3 separate regions of the Sus scrofa genome follow, and all the other regions are linked to region 2. A link is a contact called in public Hi-C and HiChIP or PLAC-seq data. All regions are on one chromosome and are shown on one strand. The core of a region is the stretch at or near the end of the contact, and the rest is flanking DNA. Distances in the headings are between cores, read along the strand shown. Region 1 has its middle 14 kb from the start of PMP2. Region 2 has its middle 44 kb from the start of IMPA1. Region 3 has its middle 32 kb from the start of PMP2.

The links. Hi-C and Micro-C count contacts between places; a contact is called where the count stands out from the background. HiChIP or PLAC-seq counts read pairs in DNA pulled down with a chosen protein or histone mark.
Region 1: a Hi-C map of retroperitoneal adipose tissue shows a contact between it and region 2, with 3 times the contacts expected there. The contact joins two enhancer-like sites. A contact is called at or near these places in 1 of 5 promoter capture datasets (liver), 10 of 47 Hi-C or Micro-C datasets (embryonic fibroblasts, heart right ventricle, mesenteric adipose tissue and 5 more) and 2 of 2 datasets of contacts at active chromatin or transcription factors (alveolar macrophages and skeletal muscle).
Region 3: an H3K27ac HiChIP or PLAC-seq map of alveolar macrophages shows a contact between it and region 2. The contact joins two enhancer-like sites. A contact is called at or near these places in 2 of 47 Hi-C or Micro-C datasets (omental adipose tissue and subcutaneous adipose tissue) and 2 of 2 datasets of contacts at active chromatin or transcription factors (alveolar macrophages and skeletal muscle).

What each region holds. Positions count from the first base shown.
Region 1 is chr4:55,147,559-55,151,190 of Sscrofa11.1, reverse strand. No RefSeq gene overlaps it. Among named protein-coding and RNA genes, the nearest start is that of PMP2, 14 kb to the right of the region's middle. Within about 2 kb of position 2,225, at least 5 of the 83 cell types and tissues checked have an H3K27ac peak or open chromatin away from gene starts, as enhancers often do. A contact at or near this core is called in retroperitoneal adipose tissue, where this site is marked.
Region 2 is chr4:54,986,589-54,990,141 of Sscrofa11.1, reverse strand. No RefSeq gene overlaps it. Among named protein-coding and RNA genes, the nearest start is that of IMPA1, 44 kb to the right of the region's middle. Within about 2 kb of position 1,806, at least 8 of the 83 cell types and tissues checked have an H3K27ac peak or open chromatin away from gene starts, as enhancers often do. A contact at or near this core is called in alveolar macrophages, omental adipose tissue and retroperitoneal adipose tissue, where this site is marked.
Region 3 is chr4:55,166,163-55,169,608 of Sscrofa11.1, reverse strand. No RefSeq gene overlaps it. Among named protein-coding and RNA genes, the nearest start is that of PMP2, 32 kb to the right of the region's middle. Within about 2 kb of position 1,343, at least 17 of the 83 cell types and tissues checked have an H3K27ac peak or open chromatin away from gene starts, as enhancers often do. A contact at or near this core is called in alveolar macrophages and omental adipose tissue, where this site is marked.

The sequences.
Region 1 (3,632 bases), core at 976-3,475, 160 kb before region 2:
GTGCCAAGTGTGGGAAATTTAGTGTCCTTGTGGCTTAGGAATCATACTTTGACTTTCAAGTAAATACAGTAAATAGTGATAAACACCAGTAAACATTTGATGATATTGCCTTTTTTCTACTTCTTTTTTACTTTCCAAAAATAGATTTATGTCCCTTTCTGTTCAACTGTAAGTTATTTAAGTATTTACCTGGGAGTTATTTCAAGTATCATCTCCATTTCTCATTCACTATCTATTGAGGACAAAAGAATGTTGACCCAAAGAGGTCAAGGTGCTTTGATTTAGACGTTTGCTGGCTGTATTTGACACATCTCCCAGCTGACTCAGCAAAACAGATCTCTGATAAATCCTGTGGGAATTCTAGATTCAATGAGATATAAATGCAATTCACAAATATGCAGAAAACTGAATGGAGTTTTCTTCTGTTTTGACTGCCCTTTGTGTTCTTTCCACTCAAATTTTTTGCACTCACATTAACAATTCAAAAATTAAAATCACATGAATTCTGTTTTTTTTTAATTTACTAATGAAATTAACTTTAGTGATATGCAACAATAACAGGTTTCTGGGATACAAAATCTATGATAACATTGTAATTTATTTTATTTTTTCACTTTTAACGTACCATTGAAGTATAATTGATTGATAATGTGATAATTTCAGCTGTAAAACAAAATGAAAAGTCAACATGAATTCTGTACACGATAAATACTGAGTGTGCAGTTGGAAACAGTATTCTAATTTACACTCTGTGTTACAAGCGGAAATAAACCTTAATCTGTTAATAAATAAATAAACCTTAATCCTGTTAATAAATAAATAAACCTTAATCCTGTCCATGAATTTCATGGACTCCCCTGTCTTTTATGATTTCTAAAAGAGAAATTCCTCAGCTTTCCTGTGGAATCAGGAATTTAACAGGAAATCTGTTAAGTCAGGTATTTAATGATCTCTGGGCTATGCATGTAACTTACCAGAGAAACAGAAAACAGACAGATTTCCTGTTTATAGTTTAACACTCCAGACCTAGCCATTTCAAGAGCAAGGAAGGGCAAGTTAGATGTGACAGCACATTATAATGGCATCTTATTATTTTTTGTTATCTGTAAAATTCCTAGGAAAAAGGATTTACCTTGACTAACCTGAGTAAAAATCTAACCATCTGTTTATTTTCAAACTCAGCATGGATGGAACCTCAGTGTGCAGGAGATTGTGGTCAGAATTGAAATGGTCATAATTCATGCATTTATTTATCCAGCAAATATTTACAAAGCCTCTTTAGAACTCAAACACAGTGAGTGTAAATGTTTTAAATTAAAAATTTCTTCAGTTGAGCTCTCAAACTAGAACTGTAGATGTCAATACATTGCTATCTTATCATGGTCACACAGTGAAGGGAATTATTGAATTCTTTTTCTTGGAAAGGAGAAAAAGTTAGCATGGGGTTGATAGCTCTGTAAATATTTTTTACAAAAAAAAATTGTAAATCCTAAAATTGAACCCTATCATCAACTTACTCTACATTATTTTACAACTTAATGTAGTTTATATACATTAATGATGCATTCATCATCTGAAAACATGTAATTATAGAAGACCAAGAATAATAACACTCTGATGCCAAATGCCAGATTGTGCAAAAATTCATGTCCATCTGGAATTTCAGCAACGGAGGGATATTATCTGGTCTTCTTAATGATGTGAAACTTTAGACTTGTCAGAGAAGCAGTTTTCAAAATGCTTTAACTGCAGAAACATCAATCCTTTGGTGCTGCTGGAATTGTCCCCCTGTCCTACTAGGCCAGTTGAAACTGTTACACAAGTTAGTTACTAAAAGAAGGATAATATATTTCAGTAGCTAGTAGCTAGTCATAGAACTTGGAACCTGAGAATTATGCATTCCATCTCTGATCTTTTTTTTAATAGACAGTAAAAGGTGAGATGTTATTTCAAATTTAGTCCCATACCACATTTTTGAGTAAATTGACCTTACTTTCTAAATTCTGCTGAAAGATGATTTCTTTTTGGTGAAGGTCTAGCATTATTTTATAGTTTGTTTTCCCTGTTGATCCACATTTTGCTATTTTTAAACCTTCACTTTTCCATATGTCATGGAGAATTGGCCAATTATTTTGCCTCCCATGGAAATAACAATGAGGTAAACACTTCCTTCCCTAACAAAGGACCTGATTACATCTGGGTTGATTTTAGAGTAGTATTTTCACTCTCTGTTGTTATTTAGGATCACACGGGGAACATTTGGTATTTTCACTCTCTGTTGTTATTTAGGGTCACATGGGGAACATTTGGTACTCCTGGCTTTGATGACCTTTGACTCTGTTTTAATTGGTAGCCACATAAGAGACTACATTAAAATTTTAACTTTGAAAGTATTTGGCACAGTGATTCTCACCCCTTCCTGGGTTGTTCTAGGAAAAATACCTATGCCTGGGTCTCACGCATCACCTAGATTATGACTCAATGTGTCTGCGGTGCCATCTAGTAAAGGAATGTTTAAAAACTTCCAGGTGATTCTAATGTGCAGCCACATTTGGAGAGGTACCACATGGTTTACAAGAAATCATCCTAAAAGCTAAGCAACAGTGTCATTTTAAGAAATCACCAGGTAAATCTTTAGTCAAGAATTTGAAATATTATGGTCAACATGAATCTAAGACTCTTACTAATAAAATCCAATAACTATGCTACTTTTAGACAATAATGTGTTAGTGAGTGTTTAAAACTATTTCCTCTGGCACAAATTGTAAATCGACTGTACTTTAATAAGAAAACAAAACAAACAAATAAAAAACCCATCTCCTCAAGAAACAAAGCTCTAATTGGTTATGTTTTAACTCTCTCCCTGGTGTAAATATTCCTATTATGGGTGATCTCAAGTACCAATGGTTTAAGAATCAGCTTGCCAAATTTATGAAAATGATATAATCAGCTCTTTTGAGACAGTTTTAAGCCAGTTCCAGCACATGGCTGCATATTAGAGAACTGACTTCTAAGAGACTTGACATCAGATAAATTACTTATCCTTTGGGGATTAAATGTATTTATTTGGGCTTTGTTTAGGTTACAGTAGATAATCATCAATTATCATTTTGCTTAGATTAGCGGAGTTATATAGAAATGTTTGTTAGTTTTTCTTTTTCTTTTATTTTTTGGCTGTGTCTATGGCATGTAGAAGTTCCCAGGCCAGAGATCAAACCCTAGCCACAGAAGTGATGCTGACAGATCCCTAACCCACTAGGCTACCAGGGAACTTGTTAGTTTTCTATGGATTCATTTTAATAGGCTTCTGGACTATTTCTACTTTTGTGGAAATAATGTTCTTAGTAAAGTTAGTCACTAGGTGTACAAATCCACATCCGCAGCTCTGAGATCCTGTGAATTTCTCATGTTTGAACATTATGTGCATCCCTAAGAAATAATAACAAAATACTTGTAATATGTTTTTCCTCTGCCAACCACTGTTCTAAGCACTTTACATATGTTAATTTATCTTTTGATCTCAACTCTTTGATGTATAGTTTATTATTATCCCCATTTTTACAGATAAAGATACTGAGGATTTGGGAGGTTAAGTAACTTACCCAATGACGCATAGCTAGTAAGTGGCAAGT
Region 2 (3,553 bases), core at 557-3,056:
TTCATGTAGCCATGAAAGCTTTCCATTGTCGGGATATCCTTGTCAATAATTTATTGTACTATAGGTATTACAGGGAGAACTAAACAAAAAAAAGATTTTGTGACATTTCTGGGGGTAGAGATTACTGTCTTCGGGAGACTGAACTAGAATTTGTAACCTCACTTCCACCCAAGGCTCAAGCTCCCAAACCACATCAAGTAGCAAAGTAAGTGAGAATGGATTGGACTAATTGAATAAAAAAAACCAAAAAACAAAAAAAAATCAGTGTCCTGGCCCAAAATTCTCCTTAAGAAATATGTCATGTGAATATTATTCATATCTGAAATAGCCACTTTTGTAATTCCCTCTATGGTGCAATAGGTTGAGAATCTAACTGCAGTGGCTCAGGTCACTGTGTAGGCAAAGTTTCGCTGCCTAGCCCGAGCAGTGGATTATGGATCTGGAGTTGCCACAGCTGTGGCCTAGGTCACAGCTGTGGCTCCAGTTCAACCCCTGGCCCAGGAACTGCCATATGTAGCAGATGCGGCTATTAAAAAATTGAAAAAAATTTTTTTGTCTTTTTAGGGATGCCCCTGCATCATATGGAGGTTTCGAGGCTAGGGGTCAAACCGGAGCTATAGCTGCCCACCTATGCCACAGCCACAGCAATGCAGGATCTGAGCTGTGTCTGTATCTTACACCACAGCCAATGCTGGAGTCTTAACCCACTGAGTGAGGACAGGGATCAAACCTGTGTCCTCATGGATACGAGTCAGAGAGCCATGATGGAAACTCCATGAAAAAAATTTTTAAAAAAGGAGTTCACATTGTGGCTCAGCAGGTTAAGAGCCTGACTAGTATTCACGAGGATGTGGGTTCAACCCCTGGCCTTGCTCACTGGGTTAAGGATCTGGCGTTGCCACAAGCTGCCCTGTATGTCACAGGCAAGGCTCGGATCTGGCACTGCTGTGCCTGTGGTGTAGCCTGGCAGCAGCAGCTCCAATTCATCCCCTGGCCCAGGAACTTCTATGTGCCACAGGTGTGGCCGTTTAAAGAAAAAAAAAGAAAAAAAGAAAAAAGAAAAATACCACTTTGGAATTTTTCTCATTGTAAATTGCGTACGTCTGCATCTTTGTCACAATTGCATGTGTATCATACATTCATGTACACAATGATAGAATGTGCGCAAAGAAGAAAAGGGAATGGAGTTCCCATCGTGGCACAGTGGTTAATGAATCCGACTAGGAACCATGAGGTTGCGGGTTCGATCCCTGCCCTTGCTCAGTGTGTTAAGGATCCGGCGTTGCCATGAGCTGTGGTGTAGGTCACTAGGTCGCAGACTCAGCTCAGATCCCGTGCTGCTGTGGCTCTGGTGTAGGCCGGCAAGTACAGCTCCGATTCAACCCCTAGCCTGGGAACCTCCATGCCGAGGGAAGCAGTTCTAGAAAAGGCAAAAAGACAAAAAAAAAAAAAAAAAAAAAAAAAAAGGAAGTGAAAGGATGAAGACCTTAGGTCACAGACTCTGGGGATTCAGTGTCAAAGTGTCTGGTTTAGTCAGAGCAACCCTCATTCCTGAGCCTCTGAAGCTGGGCACGTCCAGACTCACCAGAGAAAGCCATGTGAGTGTGGGTCCTGCCCTTTTCTTCCTCCAGGCTCGGTGTGTTAATGACTGAACTCACTCCACAATTGTTTCCCTGGGGGGCGGGGGGCGCGGGGGGGGGGAGTTCTCAGACATAGTCATAATTCCAAAGCCAAGCTGCAGCGTTCTTAGCTATTGATTTTGCAGTCTTCACTAGTTCAGGAATGTTCCTAGGACCTGGCAGATGAGCAGTTGTTTTCCTGAGTGAGGTCATTGAACGCACTGCCTGATAAGCAGCCATCCCCTGAGTCTGAGATAACAATGATTGTTTACCAGAGGAGCACATCACCTTTTCTGGGGCGGAGGTTCCTGAGGTCCTGACACTGCAGACTTTCTGGCACCAGGGAACCTCAGCAGTCAAGGTTCCAGCACCCAGAAAAAGGACTCATGCTTTTTTTTTTTTTTTTTCCGGTGGTATTTGTGGCATAGAGAAGTTCCGGGCTGAGGATGGAACCTGTGCCACAACAGTCACATCACTGGAGCCTTAACTCACTAGACCACCAGGGGACTCCATGGACCCATGCTCTTAAGGGACCCTTGGGGCTGGGTTCTGTGCTGCTGTGTCTTTTTTTTTTTTTTTTGCTTTTTAGGGCCACACTTGTGACATATGGAGGTTAGGGGTAGAATCAGAGCTACAGCTGACGGTCTGGCTACAGGCACAGCAACGCAAGATCCAAGCTGCATCTGCGACCTATACCACAGCTCACAGCAACACCAGATCCTTAACCGAGTGAGGCCAGGGATCAAACCCGAAACCTCATGGTTCCTAGTCAGATTCTTTTCCACTGCGCCACAATAGAAACTCTTTTTTTTTTTTTTTTTTTTGCTTTGTACTCTTGAGTTCACACAACTGGGAATTTGTTGGTTTGCTTGCTGATTTGTTTGCTGATTAGAGTCAGCAGTGAGCCGTGACTTCAAGGCCACTACATAAGCAGTGGAACAGAGGGCAGGGGACACAAGGGACGGTCCTGAGGTGGCAGGCCAGGGCACACAGATGGTGAGAGGTCATCAACAATAGTGTGAGAGCCAAAGGCCATTCTCCTCCACTTCTTAGAAGTGGGTCTAGACCCTCAAGAAGACTCAGTCGGCTGAAAGCTAACTGAAGAGTAAAAGATATTTATCTGCATACACACTCACCCACTCAGGATGCAGGGAAAGGGTCTCTGCCCATGTGATTCAGGACCTTGAGATGGGGAAATATCCTGGGTAATCCCAGCAGGTACTAAATGCTATCACAAGTGTTCTTGGAGGAGAGAGGCAGAAGGAGAGTTCCACACACAAAACAGAGGTGATGTGACGATAGAGGCAGAGATTAGAATGTTGTGGCCTGGCCTGAGGAGTTTCAGCTGTGGTTCAGCGGTTTAAAAACCCCACTAGTATCCATGAGGATGCAGCTTCGATCCCTGGCCTTGCTCAGTGGGTTAAGGATCTGGCATTGCCGCAAGCTGAAACATAGTTTGCAGATGCAGCTCAGATCCCGCATTGCTATGACTGTGGTGTGGGCCTACAGCTGCAGCTCTGATTTGACCCTTAGCCTGGAAACTTCCATATGCCACAAGTTTGGCCTTAACAAAACAAACAAACAAACAAACAAAAAAAGAATGATGCGGCCCAAGCCAAGGAATGCCAGAAAGCCAAGGGAATACCAGCCTAGGCCACCAGCATTCCACCAGAAGTTGGAAGAGGCAAGGTTCTCCCCTAGAGCCTCCAGGGGGAGCATATACCTGCTAACACTTTAATTTTGGTTCAGTGATATGGATTTCAGTCTTCTGGCCACCACAACTATGAAAAAACACATTCCTAATGTTTTAACTCCCCCAGTTTGTGAGAATTTGCTTCAGCAGCCACAGAAAACTAATACAGAATATTATCTAATACAGATGTATTTATCTACTCACAAAAAAAAATCACTTTCAAATATAATTATAAAGTTTA
Region 3 (3,446 bases), core at 94-2,593, 180 kb before region 2:
AGGCAGCTTTAAACAGATCTCCGGGGTTTTGTGTGACTTGGGGCAGGTTTTTCCTGAGCCAAAGGGAAGAGAGTCATGGTTTTTTTACCTCACCTTTTGAGACATGTCCAGTAGTCATCCCAGATACAGCGAGTGACTGAGCTAAAAGAGGGACTACACATTGAAGGAGCTAAGTGCTGCTTGATCAGAAGACACTGAGTAGAGATGGGAGCGTTGTCAGAGGGGAATAGAGAAACTGACTAGTGGTGGTGTTATTTAAAAAAAAAATGAAATGGAAATACTTCCTGATGTTACTGTAAAGTGAGACAGATAAGGGAAATCTTAAAAACACTTAATAAGATTTAGGAGCTTGAAATTTTACATTTTCGAAGACAACATGGATCTATTTTTTTCAAAATGAAAGTGTCACTGGAAAGATGTTATTGGAATCCAGGTTCTTGTTCATGGAGCCGAAGAATGAACTTCACCAACGCACAGGCAGCAAGTAAGCAAAGGTCTTTATCACAGGAAAGCAAATAGCTCCCAGCACAGACGCTGGGAGGGGGGAGGAAGAGTCTCCCTCTCTATTGTTCTATGAGATTTTTATCTCTTAAAGATAGGAGTACCAACATGGGGTCCAGATTATCAGTTCTTTTTCCCATTGGCCTTGACCAGTTTACCTACATCAGTCCCTGTCCTATAGGAGTCTTAGGGTAGATATATCCCATAAGTCTTATGGTTCCTTTGTTCTTCTCTTCCCCAGACTGGGAGTTGCCATTCCCCTCATTCCTTTTCTATCAGTTGAGGAGTGGGTTCGAGATTAACATCCTTCTGGAGGCCTGTGGGGATGCTACTTCCTGGAACTCTTAAAAGTCACAGACGTTAATCAATGACCATATCAAAGAATATATCAAAGCCCATGTTGCTGCACTAACTACCTGAATTATTATTCTGCCTCAAAAGGAAAAGCAAAAGCGTTCCAAACTTCCTCCATATTTTCTAGATGTATTCTTGCCAGTGGCATGGAAAGCATCCACTCAACAGATATAGCCCTTTCTGTCTATGAATTGAGATACTCCATCCACAGTTGGCAGGAGCAAGAGGTTACCTCAAGTGTGGAGCTGCCTCATGGATTTTAAAATGCCAGAAGTCTCATCTTCCCCCAAGTCCCTCCCCACCAATTGTAAATCCCCAGTATGAGTGTTAACAAATTAGATAGATACATAGTCTCTCTAAGGACCCTTCTTCTCTTATCAGTTTATCACAAAAGAATACATGTTAGGATCAAGCCCTGAAGTAGGGTGTAAGCCTGGGTCAAAAGGTGAATCACAGTACATGCCTGGGAAGGGAACAGTCGTTCCAGAGGGAAGTGGGTGGGGTATTTCAGTGCTACCAGAATGGTTTTACATAGTTCCTGCTCCTCCATTACCCTCTAGTGAGTGTACATTTTACAATTCTATATTACTCGAGTCTTAAAGGGAGAAATATCTCATCAACTTTTTCTCCTGGGAATAAAGTCTGGAAATTATCAGGATGGAATTATACAGCATTACTTTATCTCCTGAAAGAGCATGTCTGAGCTCGAGGTTCTGTTCAGATAAAAGTTGGCCAAGAGACAACTCATTGGTTCTATGTTAGTTCCCCCCAGGTCATGGAAAAATTCCAGAAATGACAGCTTTCTTCCTGCCCATTATCAGGTATGGACTCCACCCTGCTGTTCTGTTCAAATGGTTCAGTTACTGAAAAAGAATACAAAGAAAAATAGAAGCAGAAGCATTTATTTGCCTTCTTACTAGGCCTTAACTATGTTTCTAAAATGGAGCCAAGGCATGAAATTCCTTCAGATGGACATAATCTTGTGGGACCAGCTGTACCAGTGAAGCCCCTGAATGCAATAAAATGGTATTGAGAATTTTATCATGCCCTTTCTGCTGGAAAGAATTTATATTTTTCATCGGCTTCTCAAATGCCACCATGGCCCAAGAAATTCTACGAACTATCAGAGAAGATTTAAAGCTTTGAGTGAGTAACTCTGCTCTGAGGGGAAAAGGACTGTAAAGGAGGAAGTTATAATGAACACAGTTTTAATAATGTCATCTGGTGCAACATTGCATGAAACAGACAGTACAATGTACAATCATACTTAGTTTGAGTCATTGCAATTTGCAGTCATTTGACTTTTGTGTTGTATACAAAGCTACATATTGCTATAATTTGCAGTTTCAGGCATTTAGGGGAGTGGGAGCTGATCTCCCACTGGAAGTTTACTTCTCTAAGAGGTATGAAGGGTGGGGTCTGAATAGTGTGATTTAAAGGAAGGAGTCTTTTTTTGGGGGGGTACTCCCTCAGCATGACATAGTTCCCAGGTCAGGGTTTGAACCCTTGCCACAGCAGTAGCCCAAGCCACTGCAGTGATAAAGCTGAATCCTTAACCACTGGGCCACAAGAGATCTCCAGAAGGAGTCTTGATGAAATAAAAATGTCCACTCCTTTTATCTTTGATTGTTTGTTTGTTTGTTTGTTTTTGCTTTTTAGGGCTGTACCTGTGGCATAAGGAAGTTCCCAGGCTAGGGATCAAATCAGAGCTACAGCTGCCAGCCTACACAACAGCCACAGCAATGTAGAATCCGAGCCACGTATGTGACGTATACCCCGGCTCATGGCAATGCCAGATCCTTAACCCACTGAGCAAGGTCAGGGATGGAACCCATATCATCATGGACCCAAGTTGGGTTCGTTACTGCTGAGCCATGACAGGAATTCCTATCTTAGTTTAAATTGTTGCTTTTCTAATACTTTGCACTAAAACATAAATGAATCATAGAATTCCTAGCCTCTTAACTTCTCCCAGATCTGTGTATTTGTGTTGGTTTGATGGTTATTTAAAGAGCCTGGTATAGTTTTCTTAAAGGGTGAAGTAGAGGATGTTGGCAAAGTCCTTAATAGAGTTACTCATATCACCTCCCATCTTTTCCCTAGTGGTGTACCACTTAATATTCTAATATAACAGCATTTCATGATTATTATACTTTTTAACTGAGGTTAAATGGGAAAATAATATAAAGAGAGATATGAAATTATTTATTATCCTTGTTTGTAAAATCACTTAACAGAAAACACCAGTGACTTATTACTTATCATTTAAAAGGGGAAAATAAAACTTTTAGGAGTGAACAGTTATTTAGTAATGTAAATTTTATTTTAAGCAACAATTTACAATGGAAATTATTTATTTTCAATGCAAAATAAAACAAAGATGCTGTGGGTAGCACAAATATTAGAAATTCACTTCCAAATAAGCAAAAGTTTGAAAACAAAATCAATTTTATCCAGGAAATTAACTAGATATATTGTTATTTTGACAAATTTGATAAAGAAGCCAAAGCAATTAAAAATAGTATTTTGAAGTACATTTCACTATAATGCTATTTCTTTTCTGACTGCTGTGGCTAGGACTTCCAATACTA